2 separate regions of the Pan troglodytes genome follow, and region 2 is linked to region 1. The links are chromatin contacts, called in public Hi-C maps. All regions are on one chromosome and are shown on one strand. The core of a region is the stretch at or near the end of the contact, and the rest is flanking DNA. Distances in the headings are between cores, read along the strand shown. Region 1 overlaps SHC4 (SHC adaptor protein 4). Region 2 overlaps GALK2 (galactokinase 2).

What was found. Hi-C and Micro-C count contacts between places; a contact is called where the count stands out from the background.
Region 2: a Hi-C map of induced pluripotent stem cells shows a contact between it and region 1, with 1.7 times the contacts expected there. The contact joins two enhancer-like sites. A contact is called at or near these places in 4 of 7 Hi-C or Micro-C datasets (blood, induced pluripotent stem cells and stem cell-derived neural progenitor cells) and 1 of 1 other capture datasets (stem cell-derived neural stem cells).

The regions. Positions count from the first base shown.
Region 1 is chr16:40,840,627-40,844,697 of NHGRI_mPanTro3-v2.0_pri, reverse strand. It overlaps SHC4 (SHC adaptor protein 4), which reads left to right. Exons shown (of 12, transcript XM_054666913.1): 8 at 1,187-1,358. Among named protein-coding and RNA genes, the nearest start is that of EID1, 23 kb to the left of the region's middle. Within about 2 kb of position 1,262, at least 2 of the 24 cell types and tissues checked have an H3K27ac peak or open chromatin away from gene starts, as enhancers often do. A contact at or near this core is called in induced pluripotent stem cells, where this site is marked.
Region 2 is chr16:41,200,104-41,203,981 of NHGRI_mPanTro3-v2.0_pri, reverse strand. GALK2 (galactokinase 2) reads right to left here. Exons shown (of 11, transcript XM_063794121.1): 4 at 215-338. Among named protein-coding and RNA genes, the nearest start is that of GALK2, 61 kb to the right of the region's middle. Within about 2 kb of position 1,556, at least 1 of the 24 cell types and tissues checked has an H3K27ac peak or open chromatin away from gene starts, as enhancers often do. A contact at or near this core is called in induced pluripotent stem cells, where this site is marked.

The DNA of each region.
Region 1 (4,071 bases), core at 13-2,512:
AAAGAGCAAAATAAGAATCAAATGTCTCTTGTAGAAATTCCTGTCAGTTGGTTTGCAATGTAAATAGATAGGCTTCAGCTAAACTGTGGTTAGAGTGGAACACGGTGGGACCCAAGGATTTGGTTGTTCTAAGGCACAGAAAGTCTGCAATGAAAGCTGAACCCTTTCAGGCCTGTCAGACTCCACCAAGTGTGGAATGCAGTGATGCCTCTGGCTCACACAATTCATGCCGGAGAAACAAAACTCTTGGGTACTTTAAAATGCATTTTCCTCTGGTATGTCACTTTGTGTATCAACAAATACTAGGTTTGGAGATCTCCTTTTATGAGGTAGTCTAGGGCAGCAAAGGAGAGGGTGTTACCAGGAGGCCTTGATGCTGAATTTTTCCCAGGATAGCACTTCTGTCTTAGTGCTATCATTTTATTGACATGTAATGAACCTAACAAAACTGTGTGAGTTGTCAGTTGAATCAGTTCAATCCAAATAGACTTGATTTATTCTTTTTTTTTTTTTTTTAGTAAGAAACTTTCCCTGATTCCAATTTGGAAGAAAAGTCTGTTTGTTTGTTTGTTTGTTTGTTTGTTTGTCTTGCCCTGTTTCAATTTTAAAAACAATTCCATGTTTATATAAATCTACCCACTTGCCACATATGGTTCTAATATTTCTTTATTAATCCCATGTACTCCTCCAGATCTGTGCAGACAAGATAGCTGGCCATAGCTCTCTTATTTTTTTTTTCTTCTTGGTTTAATAAACTGGGACAGGCCCTATACCCGAAGAACAATATTTAAATTTTATCTGGGCAAAACATTTCCAAAATGGAACAATCAAAGTGTGCTGGAGATACTCAAGAATACTTTGTATTTTTATGATCTTATGACAAAAATATCTTACATTTAGGAAGTTCATATATTGTTATTATCATTATTTTTATCACTGGAGGAGACACAAAAGCATCACCCTTGGCACTTTCTATTGGCTTACCCCGTTTTGTCTACAGAAAGCTAAACAACTCAACCATCTGACTGCTTCCATCCAGATGTTTAACATCACTTAAGCACAGCTATAAACTGAAAACATGAATGCAAAGTTTTTCAGGATGATTTGCTTGGTTCTGATCCCCTTGCATCCCTTACAGTATTTGAATTTTCTCCCAGCCTCTTGAGGATTCTTTTTTCCTTCACAGTGAGGAGGTGCATATTGATAGCCATGCCGAGGAGAGAGAAGATCATGAATATTACAATGAAATTCCAGGGAAGCAGCCACCAGTAGGTGGTGTTTCAGATATGCGGATCAAAGTTCAAGCCACGGAACAAATGGCTTACTGCCCCATACAGTGTGAAAAGTTGTGCTATTTGGTATGTAATGTTTTATTGTTGTTGGAACCAGCAATGCAATTCTGCCCTTATCACTAGAGCATTTACTTTGAGGATTTCCAAATGCTAGTTTAGAGAAAGTCCTGTCTTCCTCAAATACAGAGCCAGAGAGTGAATAACTGTCAGAGGCTACACTAGATCATTTTTACTCCTAATCCCCCAATTGTAGCCTCAGCAGATGATCTCATATCTCACTTCACTGGGAAGACTGAGGCGATCCAACATGTTATCCTCAGCTTCACCCCTCCACAGCTCTAAGTCTGCCCATGTTCTCCTTGCTTCTCTTCCTTAGCAACTATCTCCAAAGCTAATCTTTTCCCTGTGCTTCTCATCCAATCCTCTCCTGCCAACTCTGTGTCCTAGTTCTGTCCAGTAACGTCTGTCTCAATCTTCACTCTTTCTCTATTGGTTCCTTCTGCCTGCAAAAAACTTGGACTCCCTCAACCCAACCTAATAATGTTCCACCTCCTTGTCATCTTCCTTTCACCCACAAACTTCTAGAAAGCATTGTCCCTGTCTTTGTGTTAACATGTGCACTATACTGGAAGATCTGAACTCTGCTTGACAATCTGATGGAAGTTACTTTTACAATGGTCACCAGTGGTTTAATTGCTAAATCTATTTCCTTCTTCAGTATTCTGTATCTCTTTATAATGTTTGACCCCTCTTCTTTTTTGTTGTTGTTATTTTTGTAATTTCAACTTTTATTTTATTTTATTTTTGTTTTAGTTTTTTTCTTTCCACCTTTTATTTTAGGCTCAAGGGGTACATGTGTAGGTTTGTTAACAAGGGTAAATTGTTTATCATAGGGGTTTGGCATACAGATAATTTTGTCACCCAGGTAATCAGCATAACACCTGGTAGCTAGTTTTTAAATCCTCACCCTCCTCCCACCCTTCACTCTCACATAGGCCCCAGTGTGTCTATTGTTCACTTCTTTGCGTACATGTGTACTAAATTCAATTTTTATTTTAGATTGAGGGAGTATGTGTGCAGGTTTGTTACATCAACATATCGCATGATGCTGAGGTTTGAGATACAAATGATCCCATCAGCCAGGTAGTGAGCATAGTAACAGATAGCTTTTCAGCCTTTGCCCCCCTCTTTCCGTCCTCCTTTTAGTGGTCCCCAGTGTCAATTGTTGCCATCTTTATGTCTATGAGTACCCAATATTTAGCTCCTACTTATAAGTGAGAACATGTGGTATTTGGTTTTCTGTTCCTGTGTCAATTCACTTAGGATAATGGCCTCCAGCAGCATCCATGTTGTTGCAAAGGACATGATTTTATTCTTTTTTGTGGCTGCATAGTATTCCATGGTGTATATGTACCACATTCTCTTTATCCAATCCACCATTGATGGGCATCTAGATTGATTCCATGTCTTTGCTATTGTGAATAGTGCTGCAATGAACATAGAAATTCATGTGTCTTTTTGATAGAACAATTCATTTTCCTTTGGGTGTATACCCAGTAGTTGGGATTGCTGGGTCAAATGTTTGAGTGCTGTTTTAAGTTCTTTGAGAACTTTCCAAACTGCTTTTCACAGTGACTGGACTAGTTTACATTCCTACCAACAGTGTATGAGCATTCCCCTTTCTCTGCAGCCTTGCCAGCATCTGTATTTTTGCCTTTTTAATGATAGTCATTCTGATGTGATATGTGATATGTGATTGTGGTTTTGATTTGCACTTCTCTGATGATTAGTGATGTTGAGCATCTTTTCATATGTTTGTTGGCTGCTTGTATGTGTTCTTTTGAGAAATGTCTGTTCATGAAATTTGCCCACTTTTTAATGGGGTTGTTTTTTGCTTGTTGAATTAAGTTTCTTATAGATTCTACATATTAGACCTTTTTGGATGCGTAGTGTTTGTGAATATTTTCTCCCATTCTGTAGATTGTCTGTTTACTCTGTTGATAGTTTCTTTTGCTGTGCTTAGAAGCTCTTTATTTAGGTCCCATTTGTCCATTTTTATTTTTCTTGCAATTGCTTTTGAGGATGTAGTCACAAATTCTTTCCGAAGGCTGATGTCCAGAATAGATTTCCTAGGTTTTCTTCTAGGATTCTTACAATTTGAGGTCTTAACGTTTATATATTTAATCTATCTTGTATATGGTGAAAAGTAAGGGCCCAGTTTCATTCTTTTGCATATGGCTAGCCAGCTATCCCAGCACCATTTATTGAATAGGGAGTATTTTCCCTATTGCTTATTTTTGTTGACTTTGTCAAAGATCAAATGGCTGCAGGTGTGCAGCTTTATTTCTGGGTTCTCTATTCTGTTCCATTAGTCTATGTTTGTGATTTTGTGCCAGTACCATGCTGTTTTGGTTACTGTAGCCTTATAGTGTAGCTTGAAGTCAGATAATGTGATGCCTCTGGCTTTGTTCTTTTTACTTAGGATTGCTTTGGCTATTTGGGCTCATGTTTTGGTTCCATATGAACCAACTATTTTTGGGTATTTTTTTCTAATTCTGGGGAAAATGATGTTGGTGTTTTATTGGAATAGCACTGGATCTGTAGATTGCTTTGGCTAGTATGGCCATTTTTATGATATTGATTCTTCCAATCCATAAGCATGGAATGCTTTTTCATTTGTGTCATCTGTGATTTCTTTCAGCAGTGTTTTCTTGTTCTCCTTGTAGAGACTTTTAACCTCCTTAGTTAGATGTATTCCTAGGTATTTTATTTTATTATA
Region 2 (3,878 bases), core at 307-2,806, 360 kb before region 1:
ACATGATAAGTCTTTGATAAATATTCCTTAAATGAACTGACAAATGAACAAAATGAACAAACAATAAATAATGGCCTTAGAATTTTTTTAATGTCAGGTACAAAATATCAATAAATTAAATGACCTGTTACAAATTTGATGTCTCCTAAAGAGTCCATTTGGGTACAAACAGAACCATACATACACACACACACTAGCAATTTTAAATACTCACGGATACAAGGGATTTGTATTGGCCAGTTGGAGAGCGTACGTTTTCACAGGTTCTACAGCTATTAGCACATCTTGTTCTACAGCCATAGGAAGAACAGAATATCCACAATAATCTATATGCTCGCCTAGAAAAAAGAGAAAGCTTTTTTAATCATTGCTAATATATAAAACAAAAGCACCTCAAGAAAGTTTACATACAGGAAAAAACTGACCATGAGCCAGGTTTTAACAGTAAATAAAAATAAAGGGAAGCAGAGCAAGATGGCCAAATAGAACCCTTCCATGATCTTACACCAAATTGAGCAACTACCTATGCAATAAACACCTTCATAAGAACCCAGAAAATTCAGGTGAGTACCTGAAAATCACAGTACCTGGTTTTAACATAACATCAGGGATAGAGGAATTGAAGAGGACAGGAAAGACAGTCTTGCATTGCCTACAGGATCCCTTCCAGCATGGACAGAGAAACTGTGTTTGGGGGAGGGAGGGTGAAGTGAGTGTGGGTCTTTGCACTGGAACTCAGTGCAGCCATGTTACAGAAAAACACAAAACAGCAGAACTCTGCTAGCACCCAAGGAGGGGGCATTTAGATCAGCCCTGGGCAAGACAGAATTCTCAATCTCAGCAGGAGGAACCTGAGTCCCAACCAACCTCACCTCTGGCTAACTAAACTGGCCTAGTGCCCAGAATAAGCTTAAGAGGCTGTCAGGCCGCAAGTACTGCAGTCCTCGGGCAAGCCCTGGTACTGCACCGGCCTTGGAGGCAGTAGACTTGGGATGTGTGACCAAGTGTGACACCAGCTGTGGCAGCCAGGGGAGTGCCTGATCGCATTGCACCCAACTCCAGGAAGTGCAGTTTGGGGAGAGATTCCTTTAGCTTAAGGAAAGAAGTGGGAAGAGTACAGAAGACTGTCTTGCAATTTGGGTACCAGCTCAGCCAAAGTAAAGCACCAAGGAGATTCCTGAAGCTGTCAATTCCAGGACTTAGTTCCTGGACCCACCCTCATTCAGAGGGAATCCACTGCCCTGAAGAGAAGAACCCAGTCTTGGCAGGATTCACCTGCTCACTAAAGATCCCTTGGGCCTTGAATAAACATCAGCAGTAACCAGGCAAGATCCAGTATTATACAGGCTTCAGGTGTGACCCAGCACAGTGCCAGCTGTGGAAGCCATGGAAGTGCTCTAGGCAGCCCAGTATGGAGACAGACTACTTCTGACTGGGAGGAGTAAAGGGAAGATATCAAGAGGACTTTGCCTGACAACCCAGGGAATTCTCCTTTACCTTACCCAAACTCATCAAGGCAGTGCCTCTAGATGTCAGGAAGAATTGCAGCATTCCTGGGCTTAGAGCACCTCCTTGTGCCGATATGCCCATACGGACCACAGGCTTAGAGCACAACACACTCAATCCCATTTGAATACATGAAAAGCCTTCTCAAGAATGAAGGGAACAAACAAGCCCAGACTACACAGACAAATAAATATCTAATTTGTCAATGCCCATAAGTGATGAATGTCCACAAGCATCAAGAGTATCCAGGAAAACATGACCTCATTAAATGAACTACAGAAGATACCAGTGACCAATCCCAGAAACATGGAGATGTATGTCCTTTCAGACAGAGAATTCAAAAGAACTGTCTTGAGGAAGCTCAACAAACTTAAAGATAACACAGGGAAGAAATTCATTATTCTACCAGAGAAATTTAACAACGAGATTAAAATAGTTTTTGAAATTTCAAACAGAAATTCTGCAGCTGAAAAATTCAACTGACAAACTCAAAAATGTCTCAGAGTCTCTCAACAGCAGAATCGATCAAGAAAAATAAATAGTGAACCTGAAGACAGGCTATATAAAAATACACAGTCAGAGGAGAGAAAAGAGAAATAATTTAAAAAGAATGAAGCCTCTCTACAAGATCTAGAAAATAGCTTAAAAGGGGCAAATCTAAGAGTTATTGGCTTTAAAGAGGATGTAGAGATAGAGAGATCAGGGTAGAAAGTTTATTCAGTGAAATACTGATAGAAAACTTTCCAAACCTAAGAAAAGATACAAATATTAAGGTATAAGAAGATCACACAACACCAAAAGGATTCAACCCAAATAAGACTAACTCAATTAATATATTAATCAAACTCTCAAAGGTCAAGGATAAAGAAAGTATCCTAAAAGCAGAAAAAGAAAAGAAGCAAAGAACATATAAAGGGGCTTCAATATGTCTAGTAGGAGACAACTCCGCAGGAAACTTAGAGGCCAAGAGAGAGGGGGAAGACATATTCAAAGTGTTGAAGAAAAACAACTTTTGAACTAGAATATTATTTCCAGTAAAATTATCCTTCAAACATGAAAGAGAAATACTTTCCCAGACAAACACAGCTGAGGGGTTTCAACAACACCAGACCTGTCTTGCAAAAAATGTTAAAGAGAGTTCTTCAATCTGAAAGAAAAGCACATTAATGTAAAAAAATATATATCACATGGTGGTACAGAACTCACTGGTAGTGGTAAATGAACAGATGAATACAGAATACTCTAACACTGTAACTATAGTGTTAAAACACTCGTATCTTAGTAGGAAGATTAAAAGACAAACCTATCAAAAATAGTAACTGAAACAGCTTTCTGAGCATAAAAAGATATAAACAGAGACAATCAAAAGTGACAAAGCAGCCGGGCATGGTGGCTCAAGCCTGTAATCCTAGCACTTTGGGAGGACAAGGCAGGAAGATCACGAGGTCAGGAGATCGAGACTATCCTGGCTAACATGGTGAAACCCCATCTCTACTAAAAATACAAAAAAAGAAAAAATAGCTGGGTGTGGTGGCAGGTGCCTGTAGTCCCAGCTACTTGGGAGGCTGAGGCAGGAGAATCGCTTGAACCCGGGAGGCAGAGGTTGAAGTGAGCCGAGATCACGCCACTGTATCCAGCCTGGGTGACAGAGTGAGACTCCATCTCAAAAAAAAAAAAAAAAAGTGACAAAGTGAAGAAATGGGGTTAAGGTAAAGTTTTGGGGGTTTTTTTTGTTTTCTTTTTGCTGATTTCTTTTTTATTTTCATTGTAATCAGAGTTAAGCTGTCATCTGCTTAAAATAATTGGTTATGTTATTTGCAAGCCTCACAGTAACCACAAAACAAAAACCTGTAACAGATACAAAAAAAGTTGGCTTTTTTTGTTTGTTTGTTTGTTTTTGAGACAGACTCTTGCTCGGTCGCCCAGGCTGGAGTGCAGTGGCATGATCTCAGCTCACTGCACGCTCCACCTCCCGGGTTCATGCCATTCTCCTGCCTCAGCCTCCTGAGTAGCTGGGACTACAGGCACCCGCCACCATGCCCAGCTAAATTTTTTTGTATTTTTTAGTAGAGATGGGGTTTCACCGTGTTAGCCATGATGGTCTCGATCTCCTGACCCCATTATCCACCCGCCTCCGCCTGCCAACGTGCTGGGATTACAGGCGTGAGGCACCATGCCCAGCCCAAAAAAAGTTTTAAATAATAAATTAAAACATTGTCAGAAAAAGTCACTTTTACACAAAGGAAGACAAGAAGGAAGGAAGAGAGGACCAACAAAACAACCAGAAAATAAATAACAAAATGGCAGTAGTAAGTCTGTACCTTATAACTATAACATCGAATATAAATGGACTAAATTCCCAATAAAAGACA